Regions from separate parts of the Mus musculus genome. Here all the other regions are linked to region 1. A link is a contact called in public ChIA-PET, HiChIP or PLAC-seq, Micro-C and promoter capture Hi-C data. All regions are on one chromosome and are shown on one strand. The core of a region is the stretch at or near the end of the contact, and the rest is flanking DNA. Distances in the headings are between cores, read along the strand shown.

Region 1 (3,011 bases), core at 239-2,738:
CCACAGCCAACACTCATGCTCCATACCCATTTACCATCACTTTATAACAGCACCACTTAATGAATGGGAACCTGGCAAAGAGCCAGCCCACCATTTTCAGGAGGCACAGCCAGGGATTTTAAAACCGCCCCCAGGCAGAACTCCCCAACTCGACATATCTCTACTTGCAAAGTTATTTTAACCATGATCGCTCTTGCTCTGCTCTGTAGTCTTGGAAATTCTAACAACAGGCTCCCACCACCACCATATATTCTTAGACAACAAATGATAAATTGGAGCTTATCATCATATATGTTTGGATATGGGGGGAATGCTGGCAATCTGCATTGTCATTGAGTCCCTGCAATGACCAACAGCTACTATCTGTGGCACATTTTGGGGTCTCAAGGGATTGAATTCAGGGCCTGGCATAGGCTGGTTGTACACCCTGCCACCAAGCCCCAGTACTCTATGGAACACTTAGAGTAGGAAAGAGGACTACAACCCTGACACAATCCAAGCTGTCCCCTGCAGCAAAAACAAAATGGTCGGGGTCACAGAGAAGTCACAGACAGCCACAGAGAACCAAGAAAGCTGGGGGTTTTCGTCAGGGGCTCTTTCATGCGCTTGTTAGCTTTCCCCTGTACATAGAGGAGGCCATCTTCTCCTCTTAAAGAAGTGAGAATGTACCAAACCAGGCTCAGAAATCTAGAGGTGGGTGAGGACAGGTACCCCACACCATTCTTGACACAACCCACCCCCACTTCTGGAAGTCAGCCAAAGGAACAAGCAAAGTAATGTCACGGGAGTGTTGTTTTAATACAGTCTGTGCCAAGCAACATCATAATCTCCAAGTTTGTCCTATCTTTAATAGGCAATATTCAAAATTAAAAAACATAACAACTCTGCAGTCATAAAACAGGCCAGCCACACTTTTGAAGAGACTGAAAAATGAGAAGCCATGAATTATCTTCTTTGAAAAGCAGCCATTTCAAAAGGTTTTCTTTAATATCATAAAATATTCTCATGGACAAGTGAGCTAGCAAACACACATGCACCAATGTGCCTCTGATGAGAGTACCCACCTACCCCACCCCCAAGTGGGCATGAAATTAGAGAAATGAATACAGCAGACAGAACAGGTAGGAGGAAAAAACTTCAGTAAAAAGAATGGAATATAACTTTGTGCTTGGTTATTTTCCTATGTCACAACAAAAACATTTCGGTGCAAATAGTTAATTTTTCCTCTTTTCCATTTAAGACTGGTGGAGAAAAAAATACTTTTTTTTTTATAATAAAATATGTAGTTTTTTGTTTGTTTTTTTTTTTCTTTTTAAAATTTTTTTTTAACGTAACTTTTTTTTTATCCTTTTTTGCAGAAAATAATTTTGTAAACTGTCACTTTGTGGGCAGGGAGGCTTGATGCCGCCTGGGTCGGAGCTCTGCCCCCTTGGTGGCTGAGCTGAAAATAATGAACCCAGCCAGCCAGACTGGGCGGAGGAGGAGGAGGAGCAGGGTGGGGCGCACGCGCAGAAGGCCGGGGGTGGGGGGGTGGTGGAGGGAGGCAGGGGCGGGTTAGAGGTCGCTCTCGCCATACAGTGCCGTGGAGAAGGACATGTAGTCTAAAGCACCGGGCACGGAGTCGGGGCCCGCGTAGGGGGCCATTCTTGCGATGCAGTACTCGGCTTGGTCAGGGGGCAGCTCACGGCGCAGCTCATCCTCTGTGATGTAATTCTGCGGAGAAAGCATGGTCAGGGTCGGAAACCTCGGCAGCGGCCGGAAAGCAACGCGGCGTTGCCGCAACTATTAGGTCGTAAACTTGCCGGGAATGTTAAGTACCCGTGTTCTAATTTCCTCGCTCTACTTGATCTGTAGAATACGTGCGTGCATACATATAACAGAGACATCCGTGTGTATGTACATATATATATTTAAGTGCATATTATATATTTACAAGTAATATATCACTTGTATATGGTATTTTAAACACGTCACGTTTTCCATTTTAGTATCTACTTCAACTTCCTTCCAAACCTATTTCACTCGGACTTTTTCATTCATCCTACCGATTTACAGTAACCACCCACTGTCTCAGCGTCAGCACATCCTACCTTATCTCCAGCCAGGATCTTGAAGGAAGCCATGACCTGATCTGCAGTATCAGTATCTGCCGTCTCTCGGGACATAAAGTCGATGAAGGCCTGGAACGTCACTACCCCCAAGCGGTTGGGGTCTACAATGCTCATGATTCGGGCAAACTCTGCCTCTCCCTGGAGGAGACAACCAACCCACACCTGTCACCCTAACGGCCTACTGGGGCATCTCAAGTGTACCTCCAGCTCCAAGTTGCCTATGGTTGGAACAGGAGGCACAACAGACATCTGATCTGGCTTGGGTTGCCCCAGGGTGAGAAAGTGACCCAAACGTTGTGAGTCTCAGGACTTCCCACCCCCTGCAGAGCTCTGGGTTTCACTTACAGAAAATGATGGGTAGTATTAATTATAATGACGATAACTTCAACAATGGCTAACTAACACTCATACAGCATGTATTATATAGGCCAGCTAATATTCTAAATTCATCTTATCATCACAACTGAATAAAATCATAGTATTCCCATTGTATGGGAAATCTGAGGCCCAGACAGGGTAAGTGACTTACCCAAGGTCACATGGCTAGGAGGTAGGGAGCTAGGATTAGGACGCAGGCAGTCTAGCTCCAACATATGCTGTTTCCTTAACATGACAAGTGTGCCAGACAAGTACGCAGTCCTTGTGATCACTTTATTTAACTCTTACAACCACGTTGTGAGGTTTCCTCACTACATCTGAGACCACAAGCTTTGATAGCAATGTGGAATTTACGGAGTATACTTCTAGTCTAGCCTTTAACCCTGCTGGGCATCCCATGGGCTCTGTACTTGGTTCAGTGGACACCTGTCTATCCAGCTAAGGTCCTATCCAGCTCAGCTGGATGCAGAGGGGACAAAACAAGGTTAGCGAGAGGCCTGGGTCAAGACCGAGTGGTGGCAG
Region 2 (3,011 bases), core at 324-2,823, 980 kb before region 1:
GGATGAAGCACAAACACAACCCTCAGATTTTCCTCTTCTCTTCTCAATTTTAGGACTAAAAGGATCTGTTGACTCAGAAGTGCGTTTTTAAGGAGCATTTCAACCATTCCACTAAACTTGTTATCTGCAAGCAGCCACTACTTAAGACAAACTAACTTGTGGTACCCAAAGGAACCTCTCTCTCCTCAGCGATCAAGGCCCCTGGCTCTGTGTCTCACGTCCCTTCAGACTGAACTTCAACACTGACAAATCCTGGGGACCAGGAATTGGCTCTTCCTCCTTCCTCTGTCATCATCGAAAACAAGAAATCAACTTTGAAAGCGCAGCTCTGGCCCCACTCTCCCATGCTGGCTCCAACGGGGATAGTAGAGTCCTTAGAGTGCTCGCTTCTAAGACACATTTCACTGGATGTAGCTCCGGTTCATGTTTTGTTGAGATTCTATATGGATATGAAGATCTTGTGGTAAAAAGAAACCCAAGTTTTTACCTGAGTACAAGGCCCATGTGTGCCTACTTATGGGAGCTGTAAGTATTCAGAGAGGAGAGGGGAAAAATGAAAGTAGCCACCAGAGAGAGAAGAAAAAGCAAAAAGAGTGGGAAGTAGGTCTTGGAAGAAAAAATGTTGGTCATGGTAAGAAATGACAGAAGGATGGCACAGCCTCAGCTCCAATAGGAACTATGGCCACGCCCAGAAAGAAGGTGGCGTTTATTACTGGTCCACCGTCACTCCTGGTGACTTACTCAGAACCAATCAGTGGACTGCCCCTTGTGGTAGCCTGCCGCTGATTCTCAGGTGATTACACACACCTCCAGGTTTGGGCTGACCTGACACTTAATTAAGAAACCATCCTTTGACCACGTGGTTCTTCTCCTGGCTCCTAGTAATCTAATTAGGGCAAACAAGCACGTGTTCCTACTCCGAAGGACAATGAATCTTCCCCTTCAGTTGTCACAAACACCTAAACAAGTGAATAACGGCAACAAGGAAGCATGCCCCAGATAACATTGGCATCGGGTTCAGAGAGCAAAAAGTGCAACCCTCCTGTAGTACCTCAAGGGCTGGAGACAAATAGTTAGACAAAGGCTGGTTCAAAGCTTGGGAGTGGAGAAAACAGTTAGAATCTAAAGCCCGCCATACTCAGCGGCTTCCCGAAGCTAGAGAGCAAATAGTGCTAGAGGAAATAAGGTAGGCCAGAAAGAGCAATACAGGATGATGGAGACCTGGAGCGCTTTTACGACCACCTGGGGTCTGACGTCTGGCCGTGCCCACATCCAGGGCACCAGGATCTCGCCTACAGTCCAGTAAACTCCAGATCTTTGCTACCTTAAAGGGCTTCTCAGTCCTTTCCTAGTCTTTCTTTACGGGGGCTAGGGAGAGGGCTTCAGTAGGGATTTTTTATCTTCTCTAAAAGACCTGGCAAGAAAAAGCAACATTCGCACAGACCTGATTTTTGGCGTGACCAAGTACAGGATGAAGGGAAGAGAGAGCAGAAGCAGGAATCCGAACATCTCAGCACCACCGAAGCGCAGTTGAAGTTGATGCTCTAAAGAGGACAGCGGGACTTATGGCTTCTGATCCTAGACACACCCCGGTTCAACTGCAACCGCCAGGGAGCAAAGCCCTCTGGGAAATGTAGTCCTGGATTTGGCGGCCGCCTGGCGGTGATACATTCAGAGTATACTTCCAAGCACTATGAAAAGTTGAATAACACAACCGTGGAGCAATGGTCTTCAGTGGTCCAGGGCCTAGGCCTGTGGGATCGTTGAGCCAGCCCTTCTACCACTCCTCTGGCCACTAATTGACTCTTTGGAAGTCTCGCGGGTTTGCTATCTCCTGGAGCCCAAGTCCAGTGTTTGGTTCAATTTTCCCCAATCATTATTAGGAAATTACATTTTGTCTGGGAGACAGCGTCTGGAAAGTATTCTGAGGTTAATTACAAAGGGCAGGAGCCGTTAGTCGGACAGTTGGTGTGGCGGAAGATGTCCTTCCTCAGAGATGACCTTTGCCCTATGGGGCAAAGCAAGTTAAGACCTCCTAGAGAGTCACGGTTGTGTGTACTTCGATCTATGATAGTATCCTTCATAATTTCCCAAGCCCTTGGTTGTTATTTGATAATAAAATAGTTTCTTGGATGACTATATCATGTATTACTCTTCAAGGAAACAATGCATTTCTCAGATTGGCACAGTTGGTTTTATCACTTTGTCAAAGAGTTTAATCCCGTCTTGAACTAAGGCCAGGAACATTTCTTTGGGAAAAGGCAAACTCCCTGTTCAAACTTTTCTTTCCTTTGAGGTGTACCTCATGGGGATAAACATGAGTTATCATGTTTAACAAGTTTTAAAAGTCATTGTCTGTGGTTTCCCACCTTCACTATTCAGTTTCTGGTTCATTTGCATAATTAATTTCCATTCATTGGAAGATACCTGTTCCACAGTCAAGTTGGAGCCATATACTGTATAGCACCTGGGAAGAAGACATATTCTTACAGATTTAGTATTGGATTATCTAGTAATCATCAGCATTTAACGCTTTCTTAGTGTCTAGTATGTAGAGAGCAGCTCACAGCTCAAAGAAAAAAGTCTTTTACGTATTCTGTTTCTTATTCATTTTATACATGTTTAACAGTATTTCTACAATAAACTGGTGTAGTCTCTGAGAGGTGACACAGACAGCTGTGAAGTACTGCTTCAGGAGTTGTCAAAGCTGCAGCTTTCTCCTTCCTGCTTCAACCTTCAGCCTTCTTGAGACAACTCTTTGGGGATCAGTGAGAAAGAAAAGAGAGAGGGGGTGGTGGGGAAGAATTATAAACACACACACATACATTCACACATGTGACAGATAGAGCAAGGCTCCAACCATTTTTCATACATACATACATACAGACAGACAGACAGACAGACAGATATATACTTACTTATATACATATACACATATACATATACATATACAGACAGACAGACATATATTTATATACACATTCACATACACATATACATATACATACAGG
Region 3 (3,011 bases), core at 309-2,808, 960 kb before region 1:
GTGGAAGAAGAGGAAGAGGCATTTACAGTTTTCACACTTGCTCTTATTCTGTAGGCTCTGTTCTTACAGAATGTTCTAGACCATGGTGACATCGGCCACAGCTGTGTGACTCCACTTGACAAACCACCACCAAAGGTCAAATCAGAGAGTAGCCCCTCATCTCTGTTTTACAAAGCTGCTGTCCCACTGCTGTGTCCTCCCCTGAGTCCACCTGACCTGAGAATCATCTGAGGTGAGTGGCCCGAGTGGCCATGTGGAGACTTGCAACTGATAATCACTCCCATTGGATAATCAAGTAAACTGAGGCAGCAGAAAGACTCAATAACTTGCCCAGGACCTTGAAGCTTGAAGGATGCTGAGCTGGGATTTGAGTCAGGAATTTGAGTCTAGCTCGAGAATACTTAAACACTCTACTCTTGCTTGACATGTCGTTGGGTGTGTCAACTTCACTGAAGTGTAATGTAAAGAACACACACAAAATGCCCAAATCAAAAGCGCCCAACTCAGTGATTGTTCACAGTAAGCACACCTGTGTACTAGCACGAAGATCAAAGACCAGCACATTGCCAGCCCCACAGGACCTTCAGCCACTCCCTATTTCTTCCATTTATTTATTTTTAACTTTTACTTATTTAATTGGTTATATATACATGAGAGTGCAGGAATGCACAGGCTTCAGCATGTGTGGAGGTCACAGTGTCACTTGGAGAGTTGGCTGTGGGACCTGGGAACCAAACTCAGGTCACTGTGCCTGTTTGCTATTGCTGATACCTGCTGAGCCACTTTCCCTGCCCTGTTAATTTACTTTGGGGTTTGTAGGGACATGCATATGGAGATTAGAGAACAAGTTTTCAAAAGTCAGGTCACTCCTTTTACTTTGTCTTCGAAGCAAGGTTTGTGCGTACCTACCTCTTGATCCTGCAGTTCCACTTCCTCGAGGCTACCTGGCCTTTGAGCTCCAGTTTCCATTTTGAAGTAGGACTACTGTGGTTACAGACGGCAGCCACTCTTCTGGCCTGAGCTGCCACATCTGACTTCTACATGGATCCTGGGGATTGGACACATACCAACAAGCTCACATGGAAAGTGCTTTGACCTACTTAGCCATCCTTCTTACTATCTCTCTTCCATTTTTAATCACACATATTTCAAGCATCATTAGGACTTGGAGGATTTTTTTTTTGTTTGTTCGCATGCTTGCTTTTTTCTTTGTTTTGTTTTTTTTGGTTTGGTTTTGTTTTGACACAGTTTATTATGTTGTTTAGGCCAGTCTTGAACTACAGACTCAAGTGATCATCTGCTTCAGCCTGCCAAATACGTTGATTATAAGACGTTGTCACTATGCCTGGCTTTTTTGAAGCCTGCTGATAATGTGTAACATATTCTATCTTGAAAATAGCGTGTTGAGGAGGAACTCCAGTATTGCCAAATTCTCACTGCCAATATAAGGTGAAGCCCTAATCTTTCCTTAAGCCCCACCCCTCTAGGACTACAACTCCCAGGAGGCTGTGCTCTGGCGGCTCTCGGATTTAAGTAAGATTCTGGGCATTGCTTAAGCCAGCCAGTTGCTGAGTGTCCCAGAGTGAGAGGAACCAAGAACCAACAGAAGCTGCCAGGAATTGGAGCCAGAGAAGGATCCTCGGGCTAGGTTGAGGGTGGGAAGCAGCAACTAAGAAAGTTGACAAGATGCTGTTTATCTTGGTACTGCTTACGTCCTTCCTCTCCATCTTGTATCTGACAGCTCCATCCATCAGGTTTGTTTTAATCCAGCAACTCAAAGATACTTTACGAAGATGGTTTTGACTTCTAAAAGAAGAAGGAGGGAAGGTGGCGGAGGCGAGATTAGTACATTAAAAACAGGAAAGGAGGGGTTCTGGATGCCTCTGCAGAAAACGAGAAGGAAGCACCTGGGTGGGAGGAGGTGGGGCTGATTTGAATTCGGATGCCGAGGAAGGAGGAAGGCGGAGTAGATGAGTCCTGTGGCACTTTCCTCTGATTCCTTTAGGTTTCTCTGACACTTTCCTTTTCTTTTCTGTCCCTAGATGAGGTGAGTGTCATGGGGACTTCATCGTTAAGGGACTCCTTGTCAAGTCTTAGGCACTCTGGAAAGGAAGCAAACTCTCTTCCCTTGATACTTCTCTCAAGAAGTGTTTTGGAAATGATTCACTGGGGATTTGTGGAGGTGCCAAGAAATGGCTATTCTATGTGGGGGCTTTAAATTTTGTTGATGATTAGAAAGGTTAGGAGCCAGGTGTGGTTGTACGTGCCTTTAATCCGAGCACTCAGGAAGCAGAAGCAGAAAGAACTCTGAATTAGAGGACAGACTGATCTACAGAGCGAGTTCCAGGGCAGCCAGGGCTATACAGAGAGACCCTGTCTTGAACCTTTGCCCCCTGACCTGACCCCACCCCCACCCCAAAGGAAGGTTAGATAGGCATACTGAGGACAGAGTGTCAAAGTGTCATACTTGGTCCCGGCCACCCTTAGAAATGACTTAAACATCTTTGGGCTTCAGAGGTTTTTTTTGTTTGCTTGTGTGTGTTTGTTTTTGTAATATAGAAGTAATACTGAAATGGCAGGGGAAATTAATATAAATGGCATATGGAAAGATAATATGTATGGAAAATGTGGAAAGATAGTGAGTGCAGAAACTATTTAGCATGGAGGTAGACTGGGTGCAGAAAGTGTTTAAACCTAGACAGAAAATGTATAGAAAATCAAGCCTGGGATAGACCTCATGAGTGTAGAAAAGTGTCTAGCCTAGTCTAAATATTGGGTGTAGAAAGTCTAGCCTAGGCTAGACAGTGCATGTAGAAAATATCAAGAAAAGACAGTGTATAGAAAGTGTCTAGCTCAGTGTCTGCCATCCAGTGATGTTCAGGAAGTATTCTAGACTCTCTGGTCTTGTTTTCAACAAGAAAGCTTTCTCTGTGTGCCAATGGCCTAAATAAAATCCATAATAAAGTGCCAGAAAGTCACTCAGGATGCTCTCTCTCTAAACAAAAAAGACA
Region 4 (3,011 bases), core at 317-2,816, 850 kb before region 1:
ATGTTATGAGTGTTCTATGCATCACTTGTGTACCTGATGCCCGAGGAGGTCAGAAGAGGGCATTGGATTGCCTGGGACATGGAATTCACATGGTTGTGAACTGCTATGTGGGTGCTGGGAATTGAACTTGGGTCCTCTGGAAGTTCTGTTAGCAAGCACTGCTAACCACTGAGCAATCTTTCTAGGCCCCAGCTCCTCCCTCTTTCTTTCTTTCTTTCTTTCTTTCTTTCTTTCTTTCTTTCTTTCTTTCTTTCTTTCTTTCTTTCTTTCTTTCTTTCTTTCTCTCTTTCTTTTTTTTCATGGAGATAAGATCTCAGTGGGCTGGCATGGTTCTCCAGGGAGCCCCAGGGACCAGCTTGTCCCTGCTTCCCCAGCTCTGAGATTACAAGCCTGAGCTGTCTCTCCTTGCTTTTTTCCATGAGTTCTGAGGATCGGACCCAGGACCTCATGCTTGCAATGCAAGCACTGTGCCAGCTGAGTTACTGCCCTCTCTCTCCTTTGTGTTTCTGACAGTCTTGCTGTGTAGCTCAGGGGAACCCATGCTTCTCCCTCTCCTGTGTAGTGCTGGGATTAAGGCTGCAAGCCACCTCCAGTTCTTAGTCTTTTAGTTCTTCAGTTCTGCTGTCAGTGCAAAAGCGGCTGTAATAGGAAGTGAACAAATACATGGTCAAATAGGAGTTTATTCACAGAAACAGATTATTCTTGTTTGTGTCTACAGTACATAGTATACTGGTCTATCCTCTCATTTACCTACTTATATACATTTATAAGATTGCAAATAGTTGTTTCTGAGGGCATTAATAATGCCATCACCTATACAACTTCTGGTCTTTTGTTAGTAATTAAATTTTTTCCTGACTATAGATCTTTTCTTCTCCTTTACATGCCTATTAATGAAAAAAATTTATTTTATGTGTCTGAGTGTTTGCCTGCATGTGTATATCTGTGCATCAGTCCATGGTTCTCATGGAGGATATTGGATCCCATGGAATTGAAGTTACAGATGGCTGTGAGCTGCTATGTGGGTGCTGTGTTGAAACTGAGTCCTTAGGGGAAGAGCAGACAGTGCTCTTAATGGCTAAGCCATTTCTCCAGCCCTTTCCTAATGATTGTTAGACATGGCTATGTTAGATGCTGAACTTTAATGTACATCTCTGAGGTGTTAGATTTTTTGTTTTAATATATAGTTAAGATTATTTTGATGGTCTTTGAGACCGATTAAGCCTTAGCACTGTGAAGTCCCTCTGAGGACTCCCACCTGTTACCCAAGGTATCGTGAGATCTCTGTATTCCTTGTGGGTGTGGGAATATGCACTGTTTTCATCTTGTGTAAGTGCTGGAAGTGTTTAGTCTCCCGTTGTCTCCTGGTTCATCCTGAAGCGTTTCCTTCCATACATTATGCATATTAGCTCTGGAGTGTACCACCCCACCCCCCCCCCCCCACACACCGCCACCTTTTCTTTTCTGCACGTGACTTCATGAGTTCTACCAGCTTAGCTGTTTCATACTCTGATCTCATCTTTGGGTCCACCAGACTCACATTGGCTTCCCCTTTTGTGTGTCGTAGAATAGAAAGTGCCTCTGGTGTGAGCCTGGGGCACTTTAGGTTCCTTTACTAGTTTCCTTTCTCAGGAGGGTCACAGTTTTGAACTATTGTTTAGTGTGTGAAACTGTTCTTTCAGATTATTTTGTCTGCTTTTCTAGTTGATGCTATCGGGGCAATTCCCAAGCCAGTTAATCTTTTGTGCACAGAAGGCAAAATCTCCCTATTATTTATCTTGAATTCACTCCATATTGGCTTTATTTCCTAGCCCTATATTGAAATTGATTTTCAAAACTTTCTCCAACTCAATAGTATATAAAATGCAGCCATGCGTTGCTTAGTGGTAGTGGTATGGTTTGGGGACTGGATGACTAAGCCAGTCAGTCCTGTGACTCTGTTCTTGTGTGCTTACACAGACTGCTGTGTGTGTTCATCATGGATGTAGCCTCTGCACACAATCAAAAGATGTGGTGAGCAGAAGCAGTGTGAAGCTGATGCATTGTGTTTTCCAGACCTTAAAAATGCTGTAGAGGTAACTTACAATCTGAAGTAATGATTGCTAGCAGAGTGAGCACAGGCAGAAATATCACCAAGTGTTGTATACTGTGCATAATTTATATACTGTGCTTTTATATGACTGGTAACATGGTAAGTTTGTGTATACCAATATTACTATAAACTGACTAATGTGCTGCCCTTGTACAGTATGTTTGCTGTCACATCACCAGGAAGTGTTGACTCTCAGCCCTATCACACAGCCACCATGTTCTCCCCAACAGTTCCTGTCAGTTGGCTTCTTAGGTTTTATCCCTGTTTCTGACCATGTTAGTCTGTGTTGCTGGTCCCTCTCCATTTTGTCAGCATATAAGCCTTGGAGAATCCCGGACTCAGTTTTAGGATCTTGGTCTTCCTCCATCTGTCCTCAATCTCTCAATGCACTCTCATGGTTTTAGCACATTTCTTTATGGCAGAAGGGTCCTGTGTTCATATTCTGAGCTTTCCCACAAGCTCCAGATTCATATACATTTGCCACTTGACATAATAACATATTACAGTCACATCTATATATGTGGACAGCTTGATATACCTGAAGATGAATTCTGGATTTCCCTGTTTAAACACACACACACACACACACACACACACACACACACACACACACACACACACAGAGAGAGAGAGAGAGAGAGAGAGAGAGAGAGAGAGAGAGAGGAAGAACACTACACTAGTAACTACAATCCTGATTGAATCACTACTGTTCTAGATATTCATCCAATCAATCAAGTTCTTCCGGTTCCCTGCCTGAATTATACTTTAAATCCAGTTGCTCCTGATAATCTGAGGTATCATCTCCCTAGGTGAAGGCACCATGTTTCTTGTGTGGACAGCAGTTATCTTGTTTTACCCTTGCCCTTTGAAGCCTTTTCCCCATGTGACATCTAGAACCATCTCTCCCCTCCCCTCCCTC
Region 5 (3,011 bases), core at 167-2,666, 730 kb before region 1:
AAAATAAGTTGGGGAAGGGAGGGTTGGGGGGTTGCAGCTGAGATGTAGCTTGGTGGTAGAGCCCTAGGTTCAATCCCAGTTTAAAAAAACAAAACAAAACAAAACAAAACAAAATCAAACTCTTGTCAAATATCCAGTACAGTAAATATGAATACATAAACATTTTATCCTCTTTTAAGGACAATTTTGCCTTTAAGGTTAAAGAATTTTTCCCAAAATGTAAATAGTAAACAATTTAAACTAATGCTATTTATCTGCAGATCAGCAAGAATTATCAGGTTTCTCCAACACTCATTCTTTTGTAAATAAACAAGTAAATACTCTCTCATCCCCAGAATCATTTAATCAAGAGAAGACATGTAATACAGCCAAAAATCAGTAAGCTACACTAGATATAGGAATCTTTAAAAATGAAGGATTTGATTTTTGGCCCTCGTTTGAGTGATCTCACATGTTAAATAAACAGGATGTCAGTACTCAGGAGCCTTAACGTTTCTGGTCAGGTGTTTCTGGGGTTGTGTCTTTGCTGAGTTGTGAGGTGAAGTATTGTGGTCATCCACGACTTAAAAACCCTGCAGATAGAGGGTCATGGCGTCATGTTGTTGCTCAATGCTGGCACTGGCTCTGAAGTCTCGAAACGCCGAGAGATCTTGGAAGCTACACACCATCACTCTGACCAGACCCTGGTGATCCTGTAGATCAGCTTTGACTTGTGTGGAAGAGGACTGCATATGAGCTGGAGACTACCTTCAATGACTTACAAAAGTGCCTTTAAAATATTACCCAAGTGGCTTCCAGGGTTGTCGTTTCTTTCAATTAACAAAGCCTTTTCTTATTTTCCTTTCAGCTCAGTACTAAATCCCAGTGTTTGCTGAGGAAATATTGATTAATTTGAGTGGGGCAGGCTCAAAACCACGAACACTGAATGGCCCTAGATCTGGGTGGGAACTGTTTAAACTTATTTTACAGCACAAGAGATAAGATGACTCTTTAAAAGACAGCAGAGGAAGAAAGAGGAGGGCTTTCAAGAGAAGATGTAAGCCATCATTGGTGACCTTTGACTCTTCCAACATAATCAGCAGACCTGCCTTTCTGAGTTCTAGAGTGTGTTTATGGAAACTTCAGTAAACATGCTTTCAATGCCATTCGCTGACGTTTAAACATACGCTTGCAGCTTTAATGAAGTTTAAAGTTGTGTATAACTTCCTGAAAAGTTTTACAAATTAGTTTGGATATAGGAGATGGGACTTGAAATCAAAATCATGCTATAAAAGTTGGGCAGCCTTAAATTTTTCATCCAACACATAAAACATGTCAAACACGTTTAAAACCACTTGAGAAGGAAGTCTGAATATACTGTCCGTGTAATCTCGAGGGCCTTTCAGAGTCTCTCAGATGTGCTCTGCGTTCTTTTCTCATTGAGTAGAGTCACTGGTGGTTGCTGTATTCATTGTTCTAAAATCAGTAAATGATGCAAAGAAAACCCACTATCTTTTCAACTTAAAAATAGTATTTCCTTTTAGATTTTTGTCAACCAAATCACTTTCAGTTTTCTTTTTCTTTCTTCCCCCACCCCGCTTTGAGACAGAGTCTTGTCTCTCGTGTAGCTCAGCAGACCTCAGACTTGTAACCCTCCTAACCTACACCTCAGGGGCTGGGATTCTACTCACCGTCCCTGGCTCTCATAGGGAAACGTGTGTATGAAAACCAGTGGGACTAAACAAGAGGTGTATGTGTCTTTTAAGACATTGCTGTGTAGCCCACACTAATCTTAAACTTGTAATCCTCCTGCCTCGGCCTCCTGAATACTGAGATTTAGAGGCATGAACTATTATGTTTGGGTTTCAGCAAAAACTTTATGCCTATGTTGTTATGTGGCCTTCAGTTTTACTCACAGTATGCTGAAGGGAGGGTGTTTGCCTCTCAGTGAGATCATTGGAGCAGGTCAGGATTTTTTTTTTTAAACTTAAGTGTGATAAAAAGTACATGACTTGTATTGATCTGTTTTCTTTTATAATAACAGAATATCAGAGGCTTGGTACTAAGTTTAAAAAAAAAACGAAGTTTACTTAGCTAACAGTTTTGAGATTGGCAGCTGAGATCAGATGGCCTGCTGATTTGACTCTGGTGAGCATGTCTCTGGCTGTGTCAAGGTGTGACTAGTTGCCTTAATGGCGGGAATTGTGTAAAAGAGAGAGCTCGTGTGACGACAGGAATTTGGAAAGCATGGAAGGGCCAAGAATGCTGCTTTATAACACTTTCCCAAGAGAACTCATCAAGGTTTCATGATTTTGTTTTGTTTTGTTTTTAATTTGGAGTGCTGGGATGGAACATTACAATTCAGGCCTCAGGCTGCAGTCCACTGACCTCTGAAGAATGTGTGTCTCATAACCATCCCCGTGGTCAATTATAAAACATCTCCATCTTGTCAGAGAATGTCCTTGTGCCTCTGTGATGCAGTCCCCACCCTGTCCCCAGACAACAATAGGATCCTTCTTGATCACAGGAGGATAGTTTTGTAAGTTTTAGAATCCCAAGTGAATGGACTCAATGGTATATATCCTTTTGTGTCTGGCTTCTGCTCTGTTCGGGGATAATTTGTGGCATGTCTGAGTTGTTTGTTCATCTTTTTAAAAAGATCCCTGCATAGTACACTCTGTACAAACAGGCTGTCATTTATTGCCTTATGTACTAACAGACATTCTGCTCATCTTTATTTTGGAATTACAGATAAAGGGTTCTTAATTTGTGAGTGTCTTTCATAAATGCAAGCTTTAATTGCTTCAGTGAATACTTGGAAGTATGTTGCTGGGTCTATGGTGAATTATAGTCAATTTACCAGCAAGTGATGAGCTGTTGGCAGTGGTCACTCTGTTGCTGACTAATGCTGTGCGCCCTGTTGCCATTCTTTTATCTTTTTTTAATTCTAGTGTGTGCAAAGCAACATCTCATTGAGTTTTAACATGTGTTTTATTATTGACTGATAACATTGAAACAACCTTTTTCTGTAT
Region 6 (3,011 bases), core at 348-2,847, 630 kb before region 1:
GGATATTTTCCCTATTAGTAATTTTTTCCTAATACTGATAGTACTATCTGTTCCTTATAGAAAGTGCGGAAGAACAAAAGTTTAAAATAAAATCACATATCCACTTCTTGGATAGCCCTAGGATACCTGAATAAGTTGTACAGAAATGTTGATAGCATTATTCAGAATGCTGAAAAATGTTGAAACAACCTAAATGTTCATCAATGATGAATAAATCAACAAAATATGGCACACACATACAATGTCATGTTGTTCAACAAAGAAAGAAATGAATTATGGGTACATGGTATAATATGGATGCACCTTGAAAGCAAAATGCAGAAGTTTATATGATGTCAAGGAAATCTGTCGAGCAAAACTGGGGTTGGTGGTTGCTTCATACTGGGGGAAAGTGATCTATGTGCAATAACTAGAACACATAATCTATCTCTCTCTCTCTCTCTCTCTCTCTCTCTTTCTCTCTCTCTCTCTCTCTCGTGTGTTTTCCCTCCTTTCCCCATTTCCTCCTCTCTCTCCCTTCCCTAGCTTTAGGGCTCAAACCTAGGGCTTCTTCCTGCATGATAAGTACGGGTTCCATTCCTGACTATACTTGCAACCCTGTAATTCTTAGAGACATGATGAAGCTGTTTGTAGTAGACAGTGGTAATGATTGCACAGCTCTGTGAATAACGGTAAAACTGTTGAAATGCTTTCAGTGGGTAAATTGTTTGGAAGGTGAATGGTATCTCAATGAAGCTGCCCTAAAATTTTACCACCGAAAGCCCCACCCTGAAATCACTACTGTTGAAAGCATCTGTTGTATTTCTTTCTAGAAATATTTTATACAAATTAAACATTTTACCCAGTTTAGCTCATATTTCACATGTAGTTTTTAGATTTTATTTATTTTTATTGGTATGAACATTTTACTTAGTGTGTGTGCGTGTGTGTGTGTGTGTGTGTGTGTGTGTGTGTGTGTGTACCACATGCATACAGTACTTGTGGAAGCAGAGAAGAACATCCGATTCCGCTGGACTGGTGCTAAATCTGGTTGCGAGCCACAGTTTGGGAGCTGGGTCAGGAACCTGGCTCCCCTGGAAGAGCAGCCAGTGCTCTTAACCACTGAGCCTTCTCTTCAGCCCTTCACATATAATTTTTAAATAGTGTTTTTACACTTACCATTTTATCATGAACATTTTCTCGTTCTAGTGGAACCTCTCTTGTAAACAGTCTTGTACAGGGAACAGCATAATTCATCTCACAGTTTTAACATAATTTCTATCACCGTTCTAAGTGCTGGGCCCTGAGAATGAATCTATCTGTCTATCACAGTTGTAAACAGCAAGTTGCAGTTTGAAAAAGCTTATGAAACTTTTGTCTTCTCATTTTTGAGCACACAAGCCTGATGTAAACGAAGCAAAGAAAGTGTATGGGGAGTGGTGGTGTTGTGGAATTTTACACCAGGGTTTCGGGAAATAGAAACTTGAACTTGGGGCAGAAAAAGAGAGACTTTTCATCTGGTGAGACCCCTGGAACAAAAGCCCCTGGGCAGGGCACCCAGGCTCCACCTCCACCCACGAGTGCAGAAGTCTTGGCTTCCTGTGTGAACAGGGCTCTGACAGGTTCTCAGCCTGACAGCCCCGGATGCGTACATGAGGTTTTCTTTCTCTGGAAGAGGTTTTGAGTTATTGATCTGTCACTTTCTCTTATTTTGTAAGAGCAAGGACAGGATGGGAAGGAAATTAGGTATTTCTGCAGTTAAATCTTCCTTGATGTGAGAAGAAGGTTCAGGACTATACAAGTTTTCACTAGAAACTTTATTTTATTTTATTTTTTGAAGAAAATACTAAATACTTTGGTATAGACATGAATTACTGTCCATCTTATGTACTATGTTTTACATTAGTAATTTAGGCTGATAGAAATCTTAAAAGCTCAACACTTTGTCATAGCCCCTCACATGTGTGCATTCACTAGCCAGCATTTCTACTGTTCCTCTCCCCTCTTGCTTTTCTCTTTTCCTTCCTTCCTTCCTTCCTTCCTTACTTACTTCCTTCCTTCCTTCCTTCCTTCCTTCCTTCTTCCTTCCTTCCTTCCTTCCTTCCCTCTTTCCCTCCCTCCCTCTCTCCTTTCCTTCCTTTTTTTCCTTCCTTTTTCCTTCCTTCCTTCCTTCCTTCCTTCCTTCCTTCCTTCCTTCCTTCCTTCCTTCCTTCTTTCCTTCCTTCCTTCCTTCCTTTCCCCCTGCTTACATGCTAGGCAGTCACTCAACTGTCAGCTTGCTTTCACTGAGTTCTGTTAGGTCTTCGGTTGAACAGCACCTTCTTAAATTTCACTTTGTCCCTTCCCTCTCCTCTGCAAGCAGAGTTCTCACTTAGCAAAGGTTGGGAAATGCATTGTCAGTTGCCGAGAGGAGAACGGCCCATGGTTCCTAGTTTTTCTGTCCTTAACATTCTTAATCAACTACAAATGTGTTTGTCCAGTTCCTCTTGGCTCAAATGATGATCACTTTGAGAAATATAAATATATTCAGGAAAGGAGAGCTGGGGTTTGTCTCTTTATTAGTCAGTGCCCAGTTCACAATTGCTGTTTTTTAACTTTGGAGAATAAGAAGCTTAACCAGATGAAAAGACAACGTAACTGTTTGCAAACAGCTAAGACCAGGACTTAGAGGCTTGCGAAAGCATCCCTACCAAATCCAGAAGCTTGTGGGAGCTCATTCATCCGCTATATAAGGAATTACATAGGCAGAAATCATAATAATCAAATCTCCATACAAGCCACTACACTGGCCTACCACCCCAATTTTGTTTAAAGCAAGACTCTTAAAGAGACAACATAAGGGATGGAAGTGAAGAGCAGGCTTCTCGCTCATTGCATCATTTCCTTTTAGCCACGGATGGCGCTTTGTGCTTGGCTGCGTTCACTTCCAACTCGTCAAGCCTATGTTATGAAAGAGAAATAAGACACTTAATCCTAGGAATGATTAACCTGCATTGGCTGCCCTCCCTAGTAGCTTGCCCTTCCTTTATTGT
Region 7 (3,011 bases), core at 247-2,746, 560 kb after region 1:
ATGCAGAGCTGGAGGCCAAGATGCCGGTCATCATGAAGAACTCCGTGTACATCCATAAGGCAGCCACTCGCCGCATCAAAAGCTGCCGATTCCACCGCCGCCGGTCCAGTACTTCCTGGAATGACAGTGAGCACCCCCTGTCCCCCGGTGGGAGACAAGGCAGGAAGCGGGCAAGTTAGAGAACAAGTAGACAAGGCTGGACAGTATGTCCTTGAACGTGGCTCAACCAGCCTGGGGGCAGGAAGGACCAAGAGAAACTCAGCAGCATGTAGGACTGGGATGAGGGAGGAAGGGTGGGCTCAGCATGGGGGGGATGCTATTCATGGGCAACGGGTTCTCATCTCTACAGTGAAGCCATCCCAGTCCTTCATGACCTCCCAGCTAGAAGCCAACAACATAGAGGAGCTGAAGGAGGTAGCCAAGCGGCTAAGCAGAGACCAGCGCTTCCGGGAATCCATCTATCACATCATGGCTACCCAGCCTGGGGCCTCTGCACTTCCCCGGGGAGGAAAGTAATGGGAACTCCTACTCCGGCCTCCTATCTTTCCTTGGTGGGGCAGCAGGGAGGTCTGACGCCCCTGGGTCTTCTCCACCAGAGCACTGCTGGGTGTGAGGGGGCACCCTCATTCTCGAAGGAGGCGATACCCCCTCTGCCTCACCCAGAGCCCTGACCTTGGAGGTCAGAAGAGAATATTGGGTTCCCTACAACTGGAGTCGTGGATGGTTGTAAGCTACCGTGTGGGTGCTGGAAATCAAACCTGGGTCTCCTGGAAGAGCAACAAGTGCTCTTAACCACTGAGCCATCTCTCCATGCCCGAGCCCTGACTTTGGGTCTACCCTAGGTGAGGTGGGTCCACACTGGGTGCTACCTAGTTGCCATGATGAGGCCTGGCTCTGTGTGGTATATCTGTTGGTCAAGAAGATAAATTGTCTGTTCCATGAGGACTGAATAGTTCCTCTGGTACCTACCATACCCCTCGGTGACTCTACTGTGCTGACCCTGGTCACATAACACCCCCTAACTCTCTCTTCGTTCCTGATCCTCCAGTACAACATTTGTCCATGCCCTGCACTTATTCCATGTTCTTGGAGAGGGAAAAGGAGGCTCTAAGATATAACCCCAGGTTCACAGCACCCCACACCCTCTCTGCAGTATTCCTGGGGGCTGTCCTGGCTGTAAGGCCACCCAGGCCTCCTATTCACAAATGGGTTTCTCCATATATAGCTCCAGCAACCTGCTGGAGGGTGCAGGAGAAGTGTGGGATCCCACTTTGTTCTTTTCCAGCCCCGATTGAGAGTCCTTGACCCCAGGGTTTCCCAAAGTCCGCACAGCCAGATCTGGAAGAAGCTCCGGTGTTACCCACAGTCAGGCCTGTTGTGACCCTGCTGCCCTGAGAGCGCAGAGGTCTGTCTCTCTCCCAGCTGGCTCACCTTGCTGCCTCCTCTCCCTGCAGCAGACTCACTCAGTGGACCAATGCAGCCAGGAACCCACCACATGGGAACATGGGCCTGTGGGGAACTAGTAGCCATTGTTTGGTAGAGCATTGTCAGAGTGACACTGTAACACCAGCCTGCGGGTTTTATGGAAGACCACTACCCTTCAGGAGGCCAAGGACTGAGGCGTGTGCTCCTTATCTGTGACAGTCTTTTGGGGCCCATCCCTCAGAAGCTGCCTGAGTCTATCAGTCTCGACAAACAAGACTTGGGGAGGGGGCGGAGATGTGGACAGTGGTTAAGAGCACTTGTTTCTCTCTTTCGGGGCACCCAGACTTGGTTCCCAGCACCCACATGGTAGCTCAAAACCAACCATATGTGACTTCATTTGCCAGGAGATCCAACACCTTCTCCTGACCTTCACAGGCACCGGGCACTCACATGGTACATGTACATACATGCAGACAAAACATCCATACACTTACATCTTTTTTTTTTTTAAAGACCCTTTAAAAGGGGGCAGGGTGCTAAGACAGTGCTAGATCAAAGGCATCCATTTTCTGTCCAGAAGACTGAAGCATCTTGAGGAAGGGACGGAAGTAGCCCCGTGGAAGAACCCTTGTCAAGATCTGAGCTGCCCTCTTCTCCGTGGTCCCTTCTTGGTGAGGGTGGTCTTAGGTAGGGTGTTTTGGAATCAGTGTGTCCGAATGTAAATATAAAGCTATAAATGTGTATAAACCTGCATAAACCCAGAGCTTGTCTGCAAAATATGAATGTGGAATGGACTTTGAAATGAAGAGGCATAAAACTAGATTACTGGTTTCCTTTGTTTTTAAAGAATTAATAATGGCTTGCTCTAGGAGGAAATTTCAAATGCATTTGGTGTTCCTGGTCAAACTATTAACCTGAGGCCTGGGCTTCAAGCAAACAAGGCAATACTCTACCAACAGAACTAGTACATACCAAGCCCAGTGAATTATGAAGGATGGAAACTCCCTTTGTAGACCAGGTCTGCCTGCCTCTGGCTCCTGAGTGTGGGGATTAAGGGCCTGTGCTGCTGCTGTGACCACCATCACGGGATAGGTTCCCGCTCTCAATGACAATTGAGTTGGTTTGGGTTTTGATTTTCTAAGGCAGGGCTTTTCTATGTAGCCCTGGCTGTCCTGGAACACAGAGATCTACCTGCAGAGTGCTGGGATTAAAAGTATGTGCTACCACTGTAATTACATTTTAACACGAATCTGAGAGTAGACAGACTCACATCTCAGCAGTACTTTCTGAGGACAAGCACCAATTCCCTAGTTCATTTTCTCTTCTTCTCACCCTGTACTTTCTATGTTTCAGGCAAGCCTAGGTTACCTCTAATCATATCTAACAGCAGATACACACACAAACGTGCGTGCACACCAGCCAGCATCCTTGTATGAAAATATGGAAGCCTGGAATTACTTACTGGAAACAAATTGACGTGATATATAACATTAATATTATATAATACGTTCTAAAGGTAACTCTTAATTATTGGCCAATTAATTGTGTTACTTCCTGGCAGTGCTTTCGAAACAGGCAGTGGAGTC

Evidence for each region. Promoter capture Hi-C pulls out the DNA fragments that hold promoters and counts their contacts. A called contact is a pair of places that touch in the nucleus more often than the background predicts. ChIA-PET counts read pairs in DNA pulled down with a chosen protein or histone mark. HiChIP or PLAC-seq counts read pairs in DNA pulled down with a chosen protein or histone mark.
Region 2: an H3K4me3 HiChIP or PLAC-seq map of embryonic stem cells shows a contact between it and region 1, with 6 times the contacts expected there. The contact joins the promoter of Rdh11 here to the enhancer-like site in region 1. A contact is called at or near these places in 6 of 39 promoter capture datasets (the 3T3-L1 cell line, cranial neural crest, frontonasal cranial neural crest and 3 more), 3 of 484 Hi-C or Micro-C datasets (CD4 T cells, pro-B cells and uterus), 5 of 115 datasets of contacts at active chromatin or transcription factors (astrocytes, bone marrow-derived macrophages, embryonic stem cells and 2 more) and 2 of 9 other capture datasets (embryonic stem cells and macrophages).
Region 3: a promoter capture Hi-C map of pre-B cells shows a contact between it and region 1, with 5 times the contacts expected there. The contact joins the promoter of Rdh12 here to the enhancer-like site in region 1. A contact is called at or near these places in 5 of 39 promoter capture datasets (cranial neural crest, frontonasal cranial neural crest, hippocampal neurons and 2 more), 1 of 115 datasets of contacts at active chromatin or transcription factors (large pre-B cells) and 1 of 9 other capture datasets (macrophages).
Region 4: a contact with region 1 is called in an H3K4me3 HiChIP or PLAC-seq map of bone marrow-derived macrophages, with 5 times the contacts expected there. The contact joins two enhancer-like sites. A contact is called at or near these places in 1 of 484 Hi-C or Micro-C datasets (bone marrow-derived macrophages), 9 of 115 datasets of contacts at active chromatin or transcription factors (bone marrow-derived macrophages, embryonic basal ganglia, embryonic limb bud and 5 more) and 3 of 9 other capture datasets (adipose tissue, liver and pancreatic islet).
Region 5: a contact with region 1 is called in an RNA polymerase II ChIA-PET map of memory CD8 T cells, with 27 read pairs. The contact joins two enhancer-like sites. A contact is called at or near these places in 2 of 115 datasets of contacts at active chromatin or transcription factors (astrocytes and memory CD8 T cells) and 1 of 9 other capture datasets (pancreatic islet).
Region 6: a contact with region 1 is called in an RNA polymerase II ChIA-PET map of memory CD8 T cells, with 7 read pairs. The contact joins two enhancer-like sites. A contact is called at or near these places in 1 of 15 datasets of contacts at CTCF or cohesin (large pre-B cells), 1 of 484 Hi-C or Micro-C datasets (bone marrow-derived macrophages) and 1 of 115 datasets of contacts at active chromatin or transcription factors (memory CD8 T cells).
Region 7: a Micro-C map of the G1E-ER4 cell line shows a contact between it and region 1. The contact joins two enhancer-like sites. A contact is called at or near these places in 4 of 15 datasets of contacts at CTCF or cohesin (the NIH/3T3 cell line, embryonic stem cells, large pre-B cells and 1 more), 63 of 484 Hi-C or Micro-C datasets (the 3T3-L1 cell line, B cells, the Ba/F3 cell line and 34 more), 9 of 115 datasets of contacts at active chromatin or transcription factors (astrocytes, embryonic basal ganglia, embryonic hindbrain and 5 more) and 3 of 9 other capture datasets (adipose tissue, liver and pancreatic islet).

The regions. Positions count from the first base shown.
Region 1 is chr12:80,166,768-80,169,778 of GRCm38.p6, forward strand. Actn1 (actinin, alpha 1) reads right to left here. Exons shown (of 21, transcript NM_134156.3): 20 at 2,091-2,249; 21 at 775-1,713. The coding sequence ends at 1,555. Among named protein-coding and RNA genes, the nearest start is that of 2310015A10Rik, 35 kb to the left of the region's middle. Within about 2 kb of position 1,489, at least 235 of the 459 cell types and tissues checked have an H3K27ac peak or open chromatin away from gene starts, as enhancers often do. A contact at or near this core is called in the G1E-ER4 cell line, bone marrow-derived macrophages, embryonic stem cells and 5 more, where this site is marked.
Region 2 is chr12:79,190,282-79,193,292 of GRCm38.p6, forward strand. Rdh11 (retinol dehydrogenase 11) reads right to left here and starts at 1,574. Exons shown (of 7, transcript NM_021557.6): 1 at 1,445-1,574. The coding sequence starts at 1,509.
Region 3 is chr12:79,207,355-79,210,365 of GRCm38.p6, forward strand. It overlaps Rdh12 (retinol dehydrogenase 12), which reads left to right and starts at 1,559. Exons shown (of 7, transcript NM_030017.4): 1 at 1,559-1,754. The coding sequence starts at 1,687.
Region 4 is chr12:79,317,960-79,320,970 of GRCm38.p6, forward strand. All of the region lies in intron 5 of Rad51b (RAD51 paralog B), which reads left to right. Among named protein-coding and RNA genes, the nearest start is that of Rad51b, 22 kb to the left of the region's middle. Within about 2 kb of position 1,567, at least 13 of the 459 cell types and tissues checked have an H3K27ac peak or open chromatin away from gene starts, as enhancers often do. A contact at or near this core is called in bone marrow-derived macrophages and microglia, where this site is marked.
Region 5 is chr12:79,440,790-79,443,800 of GRCm38.p6, forward strand. All of the region lies in intron 7 of Rad51b (RAD51 paralog B), which reads left to right. Among named protein-coding and RNA genes, the nearest start is that of Rad51b, 150 kb to the left of the region's middle. Within about 2 kb of position 1,417, at least 57 of the 459 cell types and tissues checked have an H3K27ac peak or open chromatin away from gene starts, as enhancers often do. A contact at or near this core is called in memory CD8 T cells, where this site is marked.
Region 6 is chr12:79,538,789-79,541,799 of GRCm38.p6, forward strand. All of the region lies in intron 7 of Rad51b (RAD51 paralog B), which reads left to right. Among named protein-coding and RNA genes, the nearest start is that of Rad51b, 240 kb to the left of the region's middle. Within about 2 kb of position 1,598, at least 48 of the 459 cell types and tissues checked have an H3K27ac peak or open chromatin away from gene starts, as enhancers often do. A contact at or near this core is called in memory CD8 T cells, where this site is marked.
Region 7 is chr12:80,721,970-80,724,980 of GRCm38.p6, forward strand. It overlaps Plekhd1 (pleckstrin homology domain containing, family D (with coiled-coil domains) member 1), which reads left to right. Exons shown (of 13, transcript NM_001177503.1): 12 at 1-126; 13 at 350-2,247. The coding sequence ends at 516. Among named protein-coding and RNA genes, the nearest start is that of Gm51986, 4.1 kb to the left of the region's middle. Within about 2 kb of position 1,497, at least 4 of the 459 cell types and tissues checked have an H3K27ac peak or open chromatin away from gene starts, as enhancers often do. A contact at or near this core is called in the G1E-ER4 cell line, where this site is marked.